Linked DNA regions of Oryzias latipes: region 2 is linked to region 1. A link is a contact called in public Hi-C data. All regions are on one chromosome and are shown on one strand. Each heading gives the region's core, a stretch centred on a gene start, on an enhancer-like site or on the middle of the called end of the contact. The rest is flanking DNA. Distances are from core to core; before and after follow the strand shown.

The links. Hi-C and Micro-C count contacts between places; a contact is called where the count stands out from the background.
Region 2: a contact with region 1 is called in a Hi-C map of embryo, with 2.1 times the contacts expected there. The contact joins the enhancer-like site here to the promoter of zfhx4 in region 1. A contact is called at or near these places in 3 of 5 Hi-C or Micro-C datasets (embryo and fibroblasts).

What each region holds. Positions count from the first base shown.
Region 1 is chr20:13,817,151-13,823,064 of ASM223467v1, reverse strand. zfhx4 (zinc finger homeobox protein 4) reads right to left here and starts at 4,570. Exons shown (of 12, transcript XM_023950365.1): 1 at 4,347-4,570.
Region 2 is chr20:13,875,142-13,880,776 of ASM223467v1, reverse strand. The region is part of intron 6 of zfhx4 (zinc finger homeobox protein 4); the gene reads right to left. Among protein-coding and RNA genes, the nearest start is that of pex2, 46 kb to the left of the region's middle. Within about 2 kb of position 2,581, at least 2 of the 8 cell types and tissues checked have an H3K27ac peak or open chromatin away from gene starts, as enhancers often do.

The DNA of each region.
Region 1 (5,914 bases), core at 3,321-5,820:
ATAGCTGAGAGGGGATCGAGTCTGGAAGCTGCTTTACCGCGGCTGCTCGTCGTGGAAAGGTGCATATTAGCCGACTTGTTAAAAGCTGGACTTGTGCGCAGCGGTGCGTCCGGCTCGTGACTTCAAGTGCGATTTCTGAGGGTTAGAAACTGAAAGGAAGTGTCGGGAAGTGGAGGAAACGGCACAGCGGACGACTAGAAAGAAGCAGCTCGCAGCGTAAACGTCCGAGGGAGCGGACTCCAGGAAAGACAACACCATATCCGCACTGCAAAGCCACAGAAGCGGGGAGGAGGGGGGTGGGGGGGGGGACGGTCGTCTTCTTTCATTCTATCTAACCTCATCGCTGCATCCATACACCCCACAATAACATTCGTACGAACTTTCCAAAAAGGTGGATAAGAACGTGGTATCGTACTGTTCCACCGAGGACTCGTGCGTAAGAACGCCTCCAATCCTGTCACTTGCTTCTCTCAGTGGCCAAAACACTGGAGTTGCCCCCCTAACATCACGATTTCCGCTTATTCGGCACACAAAAAAACTCAACACCTGTTATCCAGGCAACCCCAAAAGTCAAAGATCCACCAGCGAGATAGATAATCGATACCCGACCCCTAAACGGAACACCCCAAACTACTCAATAAAAGTTAAAGGGAGAGGTGCAAAGGAAGAAAAAAAAAAAAAAAAACTTACTTTCTTCCCTCTCCAAACCGTCACCTCCGCTCCTCTCTTTGCTCTTGATTTTATAAAACAGTCACATCCAGCGGCTTGCGTAATTACACAACAAAAACGTGGAAAAACAGGGGAAATTACGATAATCCTCCAACTTTATAATGGGAAAAAAGGGGGTAAAATCACAAATGTCAAGCGCTTAGAGAGCTCTATCCCTTATTTTGGTTCCGGTGGCGGTGAAACGACGTGTCGACGGGCTGCCTTGCAGTTTCTCTTGTGGACGAGGGTCGGGGGAAACGGAGGAAAGGAAATGAAAATCCGATATGTCTTTATTCTGCTAATTATTATCGTTTTAGCCCTGTTTAAAAAAATGGCTGATTAAGTTGAGTGCGCATGTCTTTGTGTGTCTATTTCCCGATATGCACTCTGGGAATGGGTAGAGAGACACAGAGAGAGAGAGGGCGAATAGGAGAGAGAGAGGGAGAGAGGGAGAGGAGAGAGAGAAGGAGGGAGGGAGCAAAGGGAGACGGAGAGGGAGGGAGAGAGGAGAGAAGTGTAATTAGTGAGTTGATCAACAGTCTCCACATTGCAAATGACGCGCACACGGAGCCCTGGCGGCCGCATGGGTCTCTGCGCTTTGGAAACCCTTTTGTATGCTCAGGGCCAAATTACGCACAACAATAGGCGCGCGCTTCTTCCACACTAATCGGGATTCCCTTTAGGAAACACTTCCAAGAACACATTTTATGTTTTATTTTTATATTTTATAAACAAATTTGTCATAGGTTTACCTGCAAAAAAAGAACACAAAACAATAAAAAGAAAATAAAAATACGTCTTCTTTTCCACCATATCAGCTTGATTTATTTATTATTGATGATGAAACAGGTGCACTATTTTCCAAAGCGCAGAGAAAACGTTTCAGCTGGAAAATAATAATTGAAATGTTTTTAGTTTTTTTCTTTTCTTTTAAAAGTATATATCTAATAGGTTTAACTACAAGAAAATAAACTGAGCCACAACATGATGCGCATCAAACCGGATCTGCACCTTTAAAGAAAATATCTATTTTTAAAGTAAAAAAACAAGAAAAATCCACCCCACGCGCGGATTTGTATATTCTTTGCTGAAATATTGTTTTTCCTGAAAAATAGGGATTTTACTTTCGATCTGCTGATCTCTGCATGTGGGCTGCGTATAAACAGTTGAGCTTAAAAAAATCCAATCCACAAAGCTTCAGAGTAATCCACCACATGTTGGAAAGTCATCTTTGCCCTTTCGGGACCACTGAGGCCCCGTGTGGGTTCAATAGAGCCAAACTGCAAAATCCAATACAGGGTCACCCAAAAATCCCCCTCTCCTTTCAAAGCTCAATTCACTGGCGTCTACATTTAGTGTTTCTTCCAAAGTGCCCCGGTCTTTTAGCGGTATACTTTTTCAATGCAAACCGTTTACTGTGTTTCCCCCACCGGTTTCTTAATAGAGGCTTTTGGGCAATAGGAAGACTTTCCACAGTCTCAATCGGGGGGGAAATCAAGAGATCTTGTTCGCCTTCATGGAAAAAATCGAAGCTGGGGGTGAATTGAACTGCATGAGCCGGGGCTTGGGATGTGATGATAAGGCTGCTGCTGGCAAGTGAAGTACAAGGTCTCCTTTGCAGCCACATTGACTGGACTGCTCTCATACCAACTGGATCCTTAAGAAACCAAGGGATCCGAGCCCGACCCGACCCGAGGCTGTTTATTCTGGGTGTAGAGCGGTCCTTTTACTGAGAGGGTGGGTGGGTCGAGGTGATGAACACAGAGGCGTCACTTTCCACCCGGATCCAAGGCTCTTACTCTCGCCGCTGCTGCTGCAACTGCCTCCCCTGTCCTTCAGGGGGGTTCTCTAAGCCTGCCAGCCCTGGGAGGCGTCGCTCACACACGGCTTGGAGAGTCGGCTCTACCCGCTGCCGCTACGGACGCGCACCTAGTGGCGCATTGATCTGTCCAAAGCTGCACGGAATGGACCTATTTGTCATTTCTTACACCTTGAACGGAGGACTTATTTGAACACAAAGCAGATTTTCCCCCCCCCCATTTCTTTCTCTTTTTCTGTGCGCATTTCTGCGAGAGGATGCCCTTCTTTCCAGCTTTCCAGTGATTAAACAGCTGCGCGTGCCGCTGCCATTTTCAGCAAAGATGCGTCTGTTATTTATTTATTTTTGTTTGTTTTCCCCGAGAAAATGAGAAAGTGCAAAGCGGATTTAGAGAGCTGATACAGACTGCCGCTTATCTTAACCTCCTGCGTTTTGTAAATCCCCCTGTCCGCCACCCTCCCCTCTCTCCCAGCAGACGATGCTCTTTCTCTGGAGGACCGCTCGACAATAGACCGCCTTAGCTAATATTTCTCCCCATTTCCATATCAGCGGCATCCTCAATTAATTATAGATTTTTATCTGCATTCTCCGGTTTGGCACCGCTGTGCGCGCTTTTGCGCACGAATCAATGTGCGACTTATGTGGGTAAAGAAAATAAACAGCTGAGCTGAGCAACGTCACGGTGGGATCACCGAAAACTTTGATCAAGATGAGTGAAATAAAAATTTTTGGGTGGGATTGTCGTGTAATTATCCGGCATTAAAGGAGTTCCTCTCGCTCTGATGCATCAATACTCTTTTTAAAGGTAGGAGTTAAACCTTGAAGTGATTTTGTGTCACTTCAGCGGATCAATCATGAAATATCAATATATTGGCTGCATCATCACTGTATGATGCCATGTAAAATAACTGTTCAACTGATCAATCAATCAATATTTGATGAGGTCAAAGTCGAAATTCGATTGATTTATTTTTGGCTTTTGCTCAATTTGTTACATTTTTTAATAAATGTCTTAAGTTCTAAGTTATTTTATCCATCCAGTCCAAACACCTGCTCAAATTAATTTTTCTTTTAGTGGATGTCCATCGGACTTCCGCCTTGTTTGTCCAGTGCGTCGGCGCCCTCATGGGGTTACAGAGCTGACCCCCTCCGCCTCACCGGGGCAGACACAAAAGCACGCCAAAAAAGCTCCCAGCTCTGACCCGCAACCCTGCCACAGTGACCCACAAGCCCACTCAACACGCAAAAACAAGCCCCAGAAAGGCCCTAAAAACAAACAATAACAAGTGACACTCTCTAAAGCATAACACCAATGTGAGCCTTTCTCCCAGGATGTGCAGGTAAAGTCAAGAAAACCGCTACAAAAATGTTGAAATTTGCGCAAAAATCAATCGGACAGACCGTACATAATCCAAGAAATCAGAATATATCTCAATTCATAAAAAATCCATGAAATCGTTTACTTTAACAAATACAATCTACAAAAGAGCAGAAGTATAAAAAATAAAAAATAAAGGTGTCACTACATGTTCTTTCAGCTCAGCCTCAGAAGAAAAAGTCCAAAAAAGAAGAAAGCGGCAATTACTGAGAACCATAAAACATGAAAAAAGAAGGAAAACAATAAAACAAGCTAAAGTTTTTGCCTACAAACCATTAAACTATGGAGACATTTTCCCCTTCAGCCCTTAAAGCCACTCAGCAACGGTCGTGTAAAAACTTAAAATTCGCCCTCTCTTACCTTTGTGTTTTTTTTTAATTTTCCCAAACTAAAATAAGGCAGAGCAAAAAGAAGAAACATAAAAATGCAGTCTCGTGGTACCTTTGGTATAAAGCATTCCGTTTTCCTTCTTTTCTGTCTTTCTCTTGCTCAGTAGCGATCCGATAATAGCATATGGAAAGTGTTTTCAAAATGCCCAGATTTGGCACATTGTCATTGAAAAGAGAGGAGCGCAGTGATGCGGTGCTACAACAGGGGAAATGAGTTGCGGATTGGACGCAGCCCGCCTCGGTGCGGACTTATCCCACTTTAATTTAATATTCCGCAATCACACACACTAGTGATGGCATATAATTCAAGGAGAAATTCAGAGGGAAGGAAATGCTTTTGTGTGTGCGTGCGTGCGCGTGTGTGCGCGTTATTTTTTACACCACTTTATTTGATTAAGGAGAGAGGCAGCACAATATTGTCTTTTTAAAGTCTGTTTCCCCCTTCTTTTTCTTTTTTCTCAACTCCTAAATCAGATTTTTTTTGTCTTTAAAAAACATGAAACAATAAGATATTTATTTTTGTTTGTATTCAGGTATTTATTTACAAATCAACTATCTTGACTTCTGTGCGCAACGGTGGCACACTGGAATCTTCCCTAACATAAAATCGAGACCCATAAACGCTTGTTTGTAAAACACTGAACCCAAAATCAATGTATTGGGTCATTTCAATCGATTATATAAACGAAAATCCATACGCAACATGAGACCGGTATCAGCCCACTCTTCCGCTCCCTTTTTAAAGAGAGGGAGGGAGAGGGAAAAAAAAGCAAAGAGAAGAGCAGAAAAAAAGGAAAGCTATTGCGCCTGCATGGGCTAAAAACAAAGAGCTGCTTTTTTGCCTTATAGTCCAAGATCAGAACTTCTTTAACATTTTCACGTGGAGGACTAAAAACAGCACCTTACATCAAGGGGGTATGATTTAATTGGATTATGCCCCTGGGATTTTCAATATTCTTTTTCTTTCTTTCTCTTTTTTGTCATTGATTTAGAATTTCTTCCTGCTGTGACTGAGGTGATACAAGTGAAACCTTTGTTCAGACAATTTACTTGAAATTACAGGGAAATAAAACAATTCCTCATATTGACCCCTACCCCCCCTGCATCCCTCCCCCATGGGCACCCTTGGCCTTGAAGCTTTCTCCAAGTCCGATTTTTGATGCTTATATGTCAAAGTGCTTCCAGATGAACGCGGACAGTCCTGATGACCACAATTAGACGAGTGCCTCTAATCAAAATCAAAGCGGGTGTACACGGGTTTGCGCAGCATTCGGAGGGGGAGAGGAGGATGGGGGGGGGGGGTCAAGGGGAGTCGTTTCTGCGCACCTCCCCTTCCTGAACTCCATGGAGGACCCCGTTCTATATCTTCCACCTGCACGCCGAAGTATCCCACTTCAGCATCCCACGGCCGAGCCCCTTCAGGCGCTGCAATCACACATGCAAATGCCCAACCCCTAGACGCATGGAGCTGGACAGCCGGTGCGCGCCGTCAAATGAGCTGTTGCATAAACTCTAGTAATATGCAACATGATATTAGGTGAGGGTGGGGGGAGGAGGAGGAAGAGTGGGGGGGGGGGTAAGGACAAGCGGAAGGGTTAAAAATGGGTGGTGCCAGTCATG
Region 2 (5,635 bases), core at 1,332-3,831, 60 kb before region 1:
GTGATTGTGGAGGAAATTGCGTTTGTGTTGGTGTGTGCCTGCAAACAGAAACATTGTCTTTTTTTCCCCCCTCCCCCCCCCCCTTTTTTTTTTATATTAGCACATGCTGTGCACATTTTGTGTGCACACAGCGTCTGTGTGCATATGAGTCAATGTGTGTGTATGTGTGTTTATAAGGGAAAGAGAAAGAGACTGGGACTGCACTCTGCTCCTGATGTTTTATTAATACATCGGTGACAACGGAGATGAAATATCTCCTGTCAGCCAAGAGTGCCGGGCTGCAGAAATTGCAATTTTCACTGCTGGTGCTGCAGCGTCCATCTTCGTATTTTAATTCACCTTTCCAACATATAGAGGAAAAAAAGAAGGATGCGAGGGGTGCGAGTTGATATGGTTGTGTGTGGAGGGTTTGAAAGTCCTTCATCAGTGGTTTATCTTTTCTCGTTGCAGGACTTTTGTATAAAAGGGGACAAAAAAAAAAATTTGAACATCGTGTTCGACACAAGCAAGAAGGAATGAGGGTTAGAAAAGCAAAAGAAAAAGATGGCTGAATCCACAGAGGATGTTAGAACACACATTATGGCTGAACAATATGTAAAGAAAAAATATTAAAAAAATCAAAACAAAGCTCTTATTATGTTAGCAATTGCTTAACGATTTGGGTGGGGATGCACTTTCTTTATTATATACAATGCTTTAACCATTTATCAAATAAATAAACTCTGTGAAATGGTGAAAATATAAATAAAATCATTCAAGTATGTAAAGGACAACAATAAAAGTATATGTAGAACAGTGAAAGTGGCAAGGTGGGAGACATCATGTCAACAGTACGATTTTCTCTTGCCTCCAGGGGGCAGCCTACCTGTAGCTACAGGAAAGAATAAGGTGTAGTGAGTGGAAAAAAAGGGAAAAACAATTAAGAAAAAGCAGGAAAAAGGATGAGTGATCATCTGGACCCATTCAGTGTTTATTTATTCTTTACTTTCTTCTTCTGTTCGGTTGTGCTGCGTCTGTATGGACGCATATGCACACTGGGAATGTGCTTCCACACGGAGGACATTCCCAGACGAGCTCTCTCCATACATCAGCTCAGCGTCTGCCCTCTGACTGACCCTGACAGCAACGCACTACATATGTGTGCACGCAAGCGTGCGATCTCCTGTGCACGTATGCAGGTCTATTTTTTTTTCTTTGTTTGTGTGCATGTGCGCCATTGATCAACTAAGTGAGACAGTGACCATGGGTTTGCATGCAAGATGTGCAAATGTGTATGCAGGCATACGTGTGTGTGAATGACAGAGGGGACTCCTAGCCGTCAACTTAATCGCTACCAGAGGATTCGCAGAGCCAAACTTCTGCAGATGCCTTCCTCGGCTTGTGCTCGTGAACACACACATGTAGGGAGAGTGGTCCAGGCTGTGGAGGGTGTGTGATTTTGGCAGCCTGGTGAGACTCTCTTTGATGTGGGTCAGTCTGAACATTAAAGTCAGCCGGCCAGTGGGATTGAGATAACCACAGCTCCTGGGTTCGATTACCTTGCAACCAACATCAGCCTATATTTATCTGTCCTGGAGAAAGAAAAATTAAGTCCTGACTCCTGATCAGACTCACAACTGGTTTTAAGATTTAACTAAGATTTGAAAGCAACCAATTTCTTGTCTAGTGAAAGATGACATTTACAAAACAATGTTATGATGAAAATATGTCCCAATTTAATTGCTTATTTCTCAACACAAATAAATCTGGCAGCGAGAAATGTTCAGATACTAAAAAAAACCCGGGGAGAAAAAGTACTTAGAAAAAGATGTTTGGAAGCAGAAAAATGGAGCAATAGACATATGGGAGATGGAGGCAATGAAGACTGTATCGAAAGTGTCAGCACAGTGTGTGTTTGTATGTGCGTGTGTGCCCTCCAGCTGTATAATGACCTGCTCTGAGACCACTCACTCCCCCTCCCGTTTCCCCAAAGGGCCCATAACCGCCATGCCGGGTCATTATGTGCCCGGTGGAGGACTCAGTCATACGGCACACAACTGAGGAGCGATGCTACACCAGGAAACTGGACGCTAAGGCTCCAAAATGGCTGAATTCATTAGCTGGGCTGAGCCACCTTTAATTTGCTTCCTTAGGGCTAGAATGGTGCTCATTAAAGGGGTAAAAAATAAAATAAAAATATCTTCCCCAACATTTTGTTTAGCTTATATCACAGAGTCACAATGAAAGTGGAACATCAGCTGAAACTGTAATTGCTGTCAAGGAAAACATCATAAGAAATAAAAGAGAAATCATTACTTTTTTGGAACTCAAGCTATACGTTTACGTTTGGTATTAATAAAACACTAGATTCTCTGTGCATCTGTGGTAATGATGCAGCCTTAATGTTCTGTGCAACACCCCTGACTGTCACGTCTCCCCAAGTTAGGTGTGATGTTGATGCTGATTTCTTCTTACAACTCTGGTCGTGTCCCCTGTGAGACCGCATGTGCGTGTGCGAATACGTATGCTTGCAGCGGGGCCCTGTGATGTCACATTCCTGCGCCGCGCGCGTGGCTCTCGTTTGGCCTCTAGGTTTTAAGGAGAAAGCTTTGAAACATTACACCATCACACACACTCCCAGCCATGCACTCACACACACAGTCAAGGGCCAGTGGTAATGCTGCCAGAGTAATAACCTTACAGACTTACTGAACTCCCTCCCTTGCGTTCTCTCACCCTCAAATCTTTATTTACCCTACTCCCCATCTTTATCCCCCCACTTTCCCCAGTACCTTTCCCCCCGAATTTCAGTGCGTTTAACAAGCATTTAGATCTTAACCAGATGTTGTTAATGTAGCATGTCTAAAATACTAAACATCAACCCAGCAGAGAGGGTCCACAGCTCCTGCACAGGGCCTGGGAATAACTCACTCAAACACACACGCACAGGCGTATGGCGTGCACACACACACACACACCTATACTGAGGGGAACCAAAAACACACTCACTCCCACACAGCTTTCAACGTATTTCATGCAAAAGTGTCTACGGCCTGCATTCCAACATGTAAACACAGCGGCACACACGGGTTGCCATCCACACGCTCAAATCCACCCCACAGTCGGCCACTTTCACTTTAGAACGCATGAGAATGAAATTTCCCCAGGAAAATGTGTCTATTGTTTCAGGTCGACCCTGAGAGCCAGACAATGGGATTGTCGTGTTTAATTTGCTCATGGAGTGAATGTCAATAAGCTGAAGTGACAGAAAAAATGACTTGTGGAAATAAAATAAAAAAAAGCATCAGCAGCAAATTTACTTTGTTGTTGTCAATTACAACTTCCTGAGACATTTTATTGTATTTTCTTTTTGCTTGAATTGCCCGCTCCAGTGTCTTGCAGGCAACTAACAAAACATCTATTACTCTTCTGGAAAAGAAAAAAAAAAAGGGGGGGGGGGGTTCATATGAATAAACATGGCAGAGATTAAAGGCTTGCACGTCTTGCTTGCTGCGCAAAAAGAGACTGTTGTTTTGTGTTAAGAGGGGTTTCATTTTCTGTGCCATGAGCACTTGTGTGTGCATTGGCACAGGGATGTTAATGATTCCTTAATGGCAAATACAAAAGGTATTCACGGGAAGAAAATGTGGCTTCAAAAGGTTCAGTGGGGAGGCTGGCAAGGAAAACTGCAGCAACACCTGGCTTTATACAATAGGTTAGCTCAACTTCTGCACATTTGCAGACATACACACAAACACCTGCATCTTACACAACAGCCATATTGCATTTCGCGTTTGAATCACCTGAGGCTGAGGAGGTGAATCAAGGAGGCGGCACGGCAAGCTTACAGAAGGATTTAGGAATAATTTAAAAAGAAGATTCCTCTCCTCTGGTTCATCTCCTCCCATCTCCTTCCCTATTCCTCTTTTTTTCATTTTTTTTCTCTCAAAATTCCTTAGTCTAATATTTATCCAGCCTCTGATTATAAACATCTGGCCGATGGGGGCAGTCTGCACAACGGCAGCTGAAAAACATACTCTTTTCAGAGTCACACTCCTCGTGGAAATATCGCACACACCCGCCAACGTGACCCTGCCAGGTTCGGTCCGCAGGAAAAAGGGAAAGAAAGAGAAAAAAAGGAGCCAGACCAGACAGCGACACACAGAGAGAAAAAGAGACAACTAGAAGCTGAGGGTTAATGGCCTTCCCATCTCTGTGATAAGAATTCATTCTGTTCTATTACCAGCACTTATCTACAGGGGCTCCTGTCTTTCTCCTTTCTCCGTTTTTAAAACACACACAGCCACACACATGCAAACAGGTACACACTCGCACAACAAGGGTCCGAGATCAATAGATGAACCTAATGAAGAAAGCAGCTGTTTCTCGGCATTGCTGCTCGACTCTATCAGCCCAACAAGATCTCCCTGCCTCATTCATCCGTCTATCTATCTATCCATTTATCTGTCCACCTATCTATCTATCTGTCCATCTATTTTTCTAACTTTTCACTCAGCTATCCATCCATATACCTATCCCAGCTGCTCCTCTGTGCCTTCATTTATCCCTCAATCTCTCCATCCATCTCCAAACCGGTAAACAAAGATAGGATAGATATAGTTTCGATTTGAGCAGACTGGTCCTTGTCATGCATTCAAGGTTTATTTATTTTCCGGGAACTAATACGAGGCCTGAAAACAGGGAATCTAATAAAATGGCTGCCGCGGTTTGAGAGAATGGTTGTTTGTGTGTTTTTCTGTTTGCGAGTCTGTCTGGCTATGCCTAAAACAGGCCTGTGACGGTCAGCGGCCAAATGGACAATGCTTAAACGGATTTTTTTATCCTATTGGGCCACTGTCCCGTTTTTAGCATCTGCTTTCAGAGCCATCAAAAACAAAACTGTAATCCCGGATAGAAAACAACACAAAGATCAGGGAGTCAACAGACGGATGAAAGACTGTTATTCAAATCATAATCATCATGTGTGAGACTAATTCTTTTTTTTTTCAACTGATGACTCCCCATTACCAGTTTGTGACCTAAAAGAAAAGATGTGGAACATCCTTCATTTAATTTAGTAAAAAGATGTATTCATTTTTTAAGTGTTTTGATGGTTGATTCATACTTACAGTCCCACTCCGATCATCTTGGGGTCTATTGTTAACGTGTTCCCTGTGTCATTGTTTTTTGGACATAGTTCCTGCAGGGCAGCAGCAGTTCATTAGACATTCGCCCTCTGAGTTGTGAGCGGAACTGTTGTGTTGTGTATTAAGCCCTCTCTTCCCATCATCTATCTCTTTACACACTCTCCTGCTAGCTTACAGCCTCTCACACCTCCAAACTAACAACAGCAGTGCAACAAAAATGGTGAACAAAATTTATAGCTATCCAGCCGTATAGTTTGGGGCCAGCTCGAACGAGCAAAACAAAGACGTAAGTGAATCTATTTGTTTTCAAGTTGATGCAATGAAGCAGAGGAGGGAGCCTGAGGTCTGCCGGTTGGAGCACTCTGATAGGCTGCTCCTGATTCACAACAATTTGGATAAATAAATACTCAGAAATGCAATTTAATTTAAAGAAATTTTTTATAAATGTCCTCCATCACAAGAAAAAAACAAGTTAAAAACACCAAAAACATGATTTTTATATGATTGGG